2 separate regions of the Mus musculus genome follow, and region 2 is linked to region 1. Evidence: chromatin contacts called from public Micro-C data. All regions are on one chromosome and are shown on one strand. Each heading gives the region's core, a stretch centred on a gene start, on an enhancer-like site or on the middle of the called end of the contact. The rest is flanking DNA. Distances are from core to core; before and after follow the strand shown. Region 1 has its middle 41 kb from the start of Kirrel3. Region 2 holds the start of Kirrel3 (kirre like nephrin family adhesion molecule 3).

Region 1 (4,812 bases), core at 810-3,309:
GCTTTGAGTTAATGCCCAGAGCTTGGCTTTGGTTCTCTTCGCCTCTTGCACTTCCTTTCACCTGGGCAAACTAGAATAACAGAGTTCTTGGTTTTCCCATATAAGCATCAAAAAGAATGTTTTATCGTGTTCTGTAAAATCCATCAGCAACTCAGCAGCATTGACATTCCTTATACAAACCACCCTCTGTGTGGACATTAGCAGACAAGAGACAACAGCCATCAGGCTGGCTGATTGGAAATTTAGTCATTTAAATTTCTCTGTCTCTTCACTGGCCTTGGCTCAGACTATACAAAACCTACAAGTGTGTAAAGCTCCTAGAACCATGGTTAGTGGTCTATTTGGTCTATAGGGAGATCACTGTAAACCTGTCCAAGAAAAACGCTATAATAATGGGTGGGATGCTCAGAAAAGGACTAGAATGTGGGTGGGGACTATTTTAAAAACAAATAGTCACGTGTCTAATGTGAACCAATCATTTCGAACTGCAAAATTACAAGGTCATACATTTCTTTGTACCAATGACCTATGGCTCCTGCTCTGGCAGAGCTATTGCTCTGTGCTATCATGGTCAGGATTAAAATAGAGGGAGGACCTGGAGTCAGCTGCCAACTGACAAAGTGCTGCAGAGTTGGAAGGAAGTAGGACGGCCAGACAGTTTCATTGGGCCTAATTAAGGGAGGAAGTCAGGATTGGTATGATGGTGAAGTTCAGTAGAAGGCTTGGCATAATGTTTTACTTCCACTTTGCCATCAGGTCACATAGATAGGCAATAAAAACACCGGAGTGTTGAATATTAGCCCTCTTGCTTGCTTGCTTATTGCTTTTTTATCATCTAAACAACTTGGTGCTAATTTCTAACATTCAACATTTATGGACTTCCAGGAACTCATAAATGTCACATCAGGCTGCCTCCTGGTGAATTTTTAATCAAGGGGGAGAATTTCAGCTACAAATAGACCAAGAATCAAGAAGCCCAATATTGATCGGTCAAAGTGGCACTTATGAACTTGAGGTTGAAGCAGTTTGGATAAAAGGATGCTGGGCTCTCTATGGCTCCAGAGGCTTTTTTCCATCAAGTCCAGGTGAATATCAGACATCCCCTCATAGTTATCGAGCAGGAGAGGCAAGTACTATGAGGTCAACTGACTGCCCACACTCATAGCTATAAATATGAGAAGAGGAGTTGAATCTCAGGCCAATGCCAAACACTGTCTCAGATATGCTCTGCATGTCTCTAGCCAAGCCCAAAGCAAGTAGCACCTTCTTCTCCAGTCAGGGCAGCGCTTCTTGGCTGGGATGGATCAGGCCCAGCTGCTCCATTGCAGCTGTAGCTGGGATCTGGCCTCTGAGGCCTTGAATTGTCCTCTCAGAGATACAGAGTGATGCTTGTTATGTCAGAGATCACTCAGCCCATGAATGATGTCGCTCCCTAATGCCAAGCCATGAATCATTGGTCTGTGGTACTGGAGAATTAACATGCGCCACTATAAATAACTCATCTGTAATGGGCTGTCGTTGATGGCTTTTTGGAAAGGTTTGACTCAGGAGTAAGGGTTTTAATGACTGTAATTGAAATTAGATGAAAAGCATCAGTATTGGGGCTTTTTTTTCCTGACCCGTGAGAGGACAAATTCCATCATATGTCAAAACAATTACGCTGTGTCAAACCTGAGGGACAGCATGTCGTGGCACCTCTCCTCTAGCACCTTCAACTGCCGTCTCCTGAGATGTCCCTGGTGAGTGACAGGGCACGGGCTGGCAGCTTCTCAGCACTGTTTCTTCACAAAGGGTTGTGGCATCAGAGAAAAGCAACCCCACCCAGCTCCCAGGTTGAAGCTATTATCAGTAGGAAGAGCCATTACTATTAATCACAAGGACTGTCCTTTGTACATTGGAATACAGTTTACAACAGCCCTTTCACTTCCATTTTTCCATTTGCTCCTCACCAAGTCCCCAGGAGGGGAGGTCAGATACAGGATCACTATTATCATCCTTGGATGGATGAGAGTATAGATGCTCAAAGAGGTGGGCGACTTGCCCAAGGTCACACAACAGGAGGTGATAAGCAGAAGCCTGGAATCTCTGACTCAGAACACAGTCTACTCCTAGTCCCTCCTCACTGTGGCCTGGTGGTTGGTGTCAAGTCTCTCTCTCCTCCTGACTAATCAGCCTGCTTTGGGCCTCCATGAAACCAATGCTACTCTGGGAGTTCTCAGAGATACATTCTTTGGGAATGTCAAGGCAGAGTAGGAGAAAAAATGTAAGAGTTGTGCCCATTTCATCAACCGATTCTAAGGTTAAACAGTTTTTTTTCTAGAGGAGCCTGAGTTGTGAGAGACATTCTGAGGCTGCTGGTGAAGAGCATTTGAAACAGGAGAGAAGGCGCTTGAGGACTATATTTTCCTTTTACTTCTGGTGCAGTCAAGCATTTCAAGAGCTTCATCTCTGATGATGCTGGCTGTGACGATAGGGTTCAGACACTCACAAGGAAAACCCCAGGACTAGGGCTCAAGGCCCTCCAGGATGTTCATTTTCCAAAATCCACCCACCCCAGGCTTCTTTGAATTGAGAGCCAGTACCACATAGAGACTGTGTTCTAGGAAGGATAGGCAGTGAAGTTACTGTCAAGCCATTCCACTCTGCGGTAGCTGCTGCCGGCCTTGCTCTCGGGAGACGCAAAACCTTAGAAGCCGTAGAGAGCATATGTTTCAGCCATTATCTTCTGAACCTCCAGGCCCCAGACAATTAGGCGCAGGAGCTGAGCCCACGTGTGTGCCTCCAGCCCTAATATCTCCTCCAACTGAGCTTGCGCCAGGGTGGTGGAGATTTGCAAATGAACACACAGCATACCTTTGTTCCTTCAGCATGTCACTGTTCCCCACCTGGAGACAGCTCCGTAATCCTCCTGTGCAAAAATAACAAGGCCCACATAGGATTGCGTACATGGTCTAATTACACGTAACAAAACATCTCCTCTCAGGAGAGAAGGAGTGTTTGGTAGTAAATTAAGAGATGCAAAACCACTGTGAGCTGTGCTGATTAATCCAGCTCTCTAGCAATGGGGAAGGATCCTTGAGAAATGGGTTTGCAGTTTGATGATAATTATAAACCCACTATGGGGGCTTTTCATAGGCACCAGGCTTTTGTGTCGGGGAGGGAGTGTGCCTGGATAGGAGAGCACAGAGTTGGAGCTGATTCAATCAGTGCTGTGTTGACTGGATGGAAACTCCAAACCTGCTAGTACTTAGAAAAAGAACCACCGAGTGGACTTGCCTCAGCCCCCACCACCTCCTGCTCTTGTCTCGGACAAAGTGGAGCCTGTGCATGTTGAAGCCCTGCTCCATCTCTGCCTGCATAGCCTGTGCTGCACTTAACTTTCCTCATCCTCTTCGCTCAAGCCCGCGTAGCCACTCTGGGTTTCGGTCCGCAGGGACCTTATTGATTAAAGGGAAGATAGAACAAACACTTCAGAAAAAAAAAAAAAAACAACAGAGAAAAACATGCTTACACATAATTATAATTATAGCTGGGGGAGGGGAGGGGAGTGGGGGAGAGGATGCATGTGTGAACATGCATAGAGCTCTGTGGTAACTACATAGCACTTAAACTTTTAAGTAAATGCTATTCGAATTTGTTGCCTTGCCTCTTCTTAGCAGACGTTGGACTTTCTGAGCCTGTTTTTCAACCTGCAGTTGGGCTAGTAAGCATTTCATTCCTTTCTGCTTTTAAAAAAACCATCATGGAGAAATGCCTTCATGATTGGGATATATTGTGCAAATTCCACTTATTCTGCTATTAGCTGTGTCTAGCACATAGCAAGGTATTTCCTAAATCGGCTGGTTGATGGATTTGTAGACAGATGCTATGGAATGAAAATGCAGCCGTTTCAACATTTGGAAAATTCAAGGGATAGTTACTATAAATCACGGACACTTATGGAGCCTGCGAGATGGCTCACTAAGTAAAGGCACTTGACACCAAATCTTGTGACTTGACTTGGATGACTGGAATGTACATGGTGGGACAAGAAAGAATAGATTCCCACAAATTGCCCTCTGACCTATTCTCTATTTTTGTCTCTGTCTCTGCCTCTTAGACTCATACATTAGTATACAGAAGTACACAGACACAAACACACACACACATACAAACAAATAATAAATGTAAACAATTGAATCATGGACTTTTAGTTGGGTTTTTAAATAAGAGAGGAGAAAAAAGCATAGGGATAGTCTGAGGAAGGATGGTTTATGTCCTTGGTTAGACTCTTCAAGTCACAGTTAAAGCAAATAGTGTAAAAGGTGGAGAAAAGTGATTAATGGAAGGAGCTTAGAAATCAGAAGTTAGATAATGGGGTAAAGATTTTTTTCAGGAACTATCTGATGGCCTCATCATGTCCATGCAAAGAGGGATGTATACAATGGTGGGACCCACACAAAGATGATCATGCATACCAGGTTGGTGTTTATGTAAAGGTATTCATTGTGCAAGGATAGAGAGATACATGAAAAGTTGGGCATGCTTGCAAAATGGATGTCCACAAGATGGGCATCTGTAAAAATGGACTTTTTTGTTAAGGTGCTATGCACACAAAGATGTGCATTTATGCAAGACTAGACATGTAATAAAAAAGGGAAACCATAAGATGGACATCTGTGCAAGACTGGGCATCCTTGTAAACATGGATATTCATGGAAAGTTAGGCATCCATGAAAAAATGGGCATATATGCAAAATGGGCATTCATACAAAAATGTTGTCAACACAAAAATATCCATGTAAAGATTGAATTCACATAAGGATGGGCATT
Region 2 (4,812 bases), core at 1,005-3,504, 41 kb before region 1:
ACTAAACATCCATTGTTGGACACTGCAAACCAACTTCAGAACACCAAGAGTTCAGGAGATGATACAGATTGCATGGGGCTGTGGTTTCTTCCTACTGCCCTCAGAGCTAAGAGTGGATGAAACAGAGCATTTACCCTTGGTAGGTAAATATTTAAAGATTCATATGAGGCAGTCAAGAAATAGCTTGGTACGGAGAAAGGATCAAGCCCAGTAGAAAATACATTCTATAATGATTCAGGCAGGCAGGGAAGCACTTTAGACACCTATAGGATGCACAAGCCAATCTGAGAAAGTACTGATCAAGCTTCTAAAAATACAAAAGGCTCACACAAAAAAAATCTATGCAAATCTGTATGTGTGTGTGTGTGTGTGTTGTAAGGGCCCCTTCTTCTCTTACACATTCTACAGGAAACTTTCCAAGTGAATTAGTTAAGAGGCAACGGAGAATGAGAGTCACTATATGTGTGTGTATGTGTGTGTGTGCAAAGGCTGTTTGTCCTCATGTTGCTGTAGGGGTTCCTGGGGAGATGCCCACAACCCATATGAATGTATAAGTGTGAGCTCATTATAAATCTGCATAAACATGCTTTATACATACTTCTAAGGGGAGGGGTCCCTCGAGTTTAATCAGGAGTGATAACTGCAAAGTTTGACCTGCATGGATAAGTGGGAAATCTACAGTGACAACAAGGACCGGGGAAAGGGAGAAGGAAGCCTGGTTTTACTTATATTTGGCTTCTCCTGACAAGAGAAGCAAGGGGTACACACTGTTTGCACAGGCAGCCACCCATGGCGATGTTCTGCTTTCTTAAAAACTTTTACCCTTCATTTAATCAACAGATGGATGTTCTCTGTTGTGGATTTTTTTTTTTTTTCTGAAAGTCCTGTCCCTCCAAGAGCTGTGCTGGCAGGCACACATGCTGCCTCAGATGGCAGAGGTGGCACTGCCATTCCAAAAGAGTGGGACGGAATGGGTTGACTTGGCTCTTTCAGTCTTAATTCCACAGGTGACTGTTGATGCCTTTAGCTAAGTAGGCGCGTGCTTAGTCCTCCCTCCACCATGACCCACCCCATGACTCTCAGTGGCAAGGATCCCAGAGGTAGCAAAGTTCTTTCTGGAGAGTCCACCTGCTAGGATTGCAGAAAGGAAGCAATCGGCACCAGGGGCGAAATTCCATTTCATACACCTAATCCAGTGCTTGGTAGGATTCAGAATTCAGCCTTGCTCAGGGAAATGGGTGACATTCAATGTAACTCTTTACAAGCGTTCTTTTCCCCAGCCACTGTAAATACCCGCCTCAGAACCTTCCCTAATCGCATCCCTTTCTGCAACTGTGCAGACCTCGCACATTTGCTTTAAACACACCCGGGCAAGTTAGACCTTACTGAAACTGAAATCTCCACCTACGCCAGGCTCCCCTTTTCCAACCTGGCTAGAAAGGCGAGCAGGCACCCAGAAGTTCCGAATGGCCTAGCCACACGGATGTTACCTAATTAATATACCGGGTGCATAAAGAACTTACATGCATCGGAGAGTTGGAGTTGGACGTGGACAAGAAAGACGAGAAAGTGCAGCCTCCCCTGTTCTCCCAGCCCCTTCCTTCCGAAGGGAAACCCACAGTTCCATTTTGTAGCATTTGCAAATGCAAAGAAGCAATGCTACTTAACTGCCAATGGGCCGGCACCAAGACCCTCAGCTAGTACGAGTTCCCGAGCCTGTCCACCTCCCAGCTCTCAGCCCTCAGCCCTCAGCCACCCGCGCCCTCCGCTGCCGCCGCCGCCGCCGCCGCCGACTTTGCTCCAACTCCGGCGCGCCGGGTTCCTACCTTGACTGAAGAGGAAGAAGCAGAGGAAGAGCAAATCCAGCTGGAAAGGTCTCATTCCTCAGCGCGCGGGCAGCCGGCGGGCAACTTGGGTGTGCAGTTAGTTTCTCTTCAAGCGCGGCGGCTGGGCTCGCGGTGCTCAGCCTCCGCCGCCGGTCCTCCAGGGTTCGCGCCGACCATCTATCTGTCAGTCGGTCTGTCCCTCCTCTGGTCCGCTTAGGTCTCGTTGTGTCTCCGGGTATCTGCAGGCAGCCGAAACCAAATGCTTGTTTTCAGTCGCCTCGGGAAGCCGGGATCCTTAGCAATGTGCCCACTCGGAGCAGATCCATTCTCTGGTTCTTGGCATCCCAGGCACACGGCTTCCTCTGGCGGGCTCCTCCCACAGCGAGCGAACGAGCTAGCGAGCGGGCGAGCGAGCAAGCGAGTGACGAGTGACAGAAGGGCTCCTTTCACAGAAGCTGGGGCGGGGGGAAGAGGGAGGGGAAACAGGTCATAATTAAAGAGGAAACACTTGGAAAGGGGAACGCTTTGCAAAACGGGAGGGTTGCAGAAAGGCTGTGCTTTTCTTCTTTTCCCTAAACAGGGGGATACTCTGCTTTTGTTACCATTATTGACCAGAACGTATAGTGAGCACCGAGCGGAGCTGTGACTTTCTGTTCACACGATGTAATGTTGTTAAACGGGAGTGAAGTTACCGATGATTAGACTCGTGCACATGCATCAAAATGTGCCTGCCTTGCTGTTGCACTAGGGACTGGCAACTGGGCTAAAAGGTAGTCAGGGGTGCATCTTTCCCCAGCAGGGACTTAGCCAGTGTGTGTAGCCAAGGCTAGGGAGTTGAGATAAGCACAAGCAGGGCAGGCTTTGCATTTGGGGGACTTTCTTGGTGTGTGTGTGTGTGTGTGTGTGTGTGTGTGTGTGTGTGTGTTGTGTGCGTGTGTGATGTGGTGACTGGGGTGATGGTGGTGGTTTGTGTGTATGTGTGTGTGTGGGGGGGGGTAGAGGAGTGGAGGAGGGGGTTGGAATTGATAAGCCCTGGGTGTTTGGATCTTAGTTTGCTTGCACTGCTCCTAGAAAACAAAATGCAGGAGTTAAGAGCGAACGCAGGCAGGTTTGTGACACATACCTATTTATTACTATTATCCCAGTCTGTGTCTCCCCTAACAAGGACAGGCAGCAGTCTGTCTTTGCATTTGAGCCTCTCTCCTCTAATGAGCACTCCATCACTATAAGGATGCCTCTTCTCCAAAAGGTGCTGTGAGTTTGATTGCCAAGGAGAGGCCAAGGTCATAGGCAACAATTTCTTAAAAACCTGCAAGTCTTTTACCTGTCATGAAATCCACACTCAAATCAAACTCCATGTCCTCCATGATAGCAACATGAATTTTTCTAGGTCTATTTACTTGATACACATTTAGGCATGCCATGGGGGAAAGTAAAATTGACCATGCCTCCAGGAGCTTGTGATCCAAAGTGGAAGTTGAGTGCATACAAGACACAAACTCTAAGTATCTTACAAAGCAACACATAAAAATATGCAGTGTTATAGAGAGTGGGTGAAGAGGGACTAAAGGGAGAGATGGGGAAAATGAAAGATGCTTTCTCAATGTGCGTCATTCAACATTCAATTACAAAATCAATCATTACTTTCTGCAGTCTTTGGACCTTAGGGAGTCCTTTTAGGGATCTCTTACCCTTCCATCAGTATTACAGATATGGGGCTTTGCTGACTGCAAGGCACATTCCAACTCTGAGTTTCCACATGGATGTTAAAAAATGTTTCTTAGAATTTATGAACAACAAAGAAGCAGGGACGTATGCATAAGTGTGTACTGGTAGGAGCTGACACCTGGCAGTGACATTCAAGATCTATAAATTAGTAGGTGTATGCTTTCTTGACTTTTCCATTCTTATCATAACAGTTTGTTTAACTACATCTCTTAGAGGCTGTTAAACATATCAAAGGGAAATCTATAAGCATGTGTGTGTGTGTGTGTGTGTGTGTGTGTGTGTGTGTGTGTGTGAAGATGTTGAATAGCAGAGGCAGCCCCATCAGCCAAATTTGCAAGGCACAGAAGCAACATTAGCATAGCCTTGCTCCATTAGCTTGGCATAGAAGAGATAATGCAATAAAGCACAAGAGGTAAATCAGAAACACGCAAAAGATGGGTATTAATCCCAAGTAGCATATGCGATATATGAAGGGTGAGGATCTGGCATATATAGTGTTGAACATCAGCAGCAGTTTTTCACTAAATATTCAGGACTAAGGGAGATGAAAGGTCTGAGTCCCACTTCAAAGGCCAAACCGAACCTGCTAAGATGTAGAAGGAATGTACCTGCCCAGGCAGCATTTGATATTTTAACTAAAGATTTATCCTCTCAGCTGTTGGTTAATTTTCATTGCAAGCTTCTAAATGGCCCGCGGCCCAGGTTTAATTCAGCCCCTCTGGGGGAAATATTTTAAAAAACAGGGTCGTGAGGCCAGTGAAGTGTGCAATACACGGCTGGTCATCAGAAACACATAGCAGTGTATGCACACCATACCGGCAAGGCAAGCTCACTCTTGGAAGAGAGGAGTGGGAGTCCAAGGTTGGGAGGACCACGTTTTGCTTTGGATCTTGTCTCCAGGATCCGCCTAGTGACCCCCTACGCTGGTTGCGGACCCTCCCCTTTTCTAGCCAGCAGGGTGTGTTTCCCCCAACCCCGGACCCCATTCACTCCCTCCCTCAGCCTCCGGTCTCCCGCAGAAAGAGAAAAGGCTTGGATTAAGTAATGAGAGGACTGCTTCTAAAAGGACCAGGAGGCGTTTAAATCCTGAGTGCCGGAAAACCAACGGCAATCTTCCGCGGCTACCACGTGGGGCAGAGAGAAGGCGAGCGATACCTGCAGGACCCACAGGCTGCCGGGCTCTGGCGCCGGCGCCGGCCCCGACGGAGGCCCCGCCATCTCCGCCCGCGCAGGCTGGCGGCCTCACCTCCTCCGGGGG

The links. Hi-C and Micro-C count contacts between places; a contact is called where the count stands out from the background.
Region 2: a contact with region 1 is called in a Micro-C map of muscle stem cells, with 4 times the contacts expected there. The contact joins the promoter of Kirrel3 here to the enhancer-like site in region 1. A contact is called at or near these places in 6 of 484 Hi-C or Micro-C datasets (the HL-1 cell line, cerebral cortex, frontal cortex and 2 more), 3 of 115 datasets of contacts at active chromatin or transcription factors (astrocytes and embryonic stem cells) and 2 of 9 other capture datasets (adipose tissue and liver).

The regions. Positions count from the first base shown.
Region 1 is chr9:34,445,233-34,450,044 of GRCm38.p6, reverse strand. No RefSeq gene overlaps it. Among named protein-coding and RNA genes, the nearest start is that of Kirrel3, 41 kb to the left of the region's middle. Within about 2 kb of position 2,059, at least 36 of the 459 cell types and tissues checked have an H3K27ac peak or open chromatin away from gene starts, as enhancers often do. A contact at or near this core is called in muscle stem cells and olfactory sensory neurons, where this site is marked.
Region 2 is chr9:34,486,173-34,490,984 of GRCm38.p6, reverse strand. Kirrel3 (kirre like nephrin family adhesion molecule 3) reads right to left here and starts at 2,254. Exons shown (of 17, transcript NM_001190911.1): 1 at 1,827-2,254. The coding sequence starts at 1,881.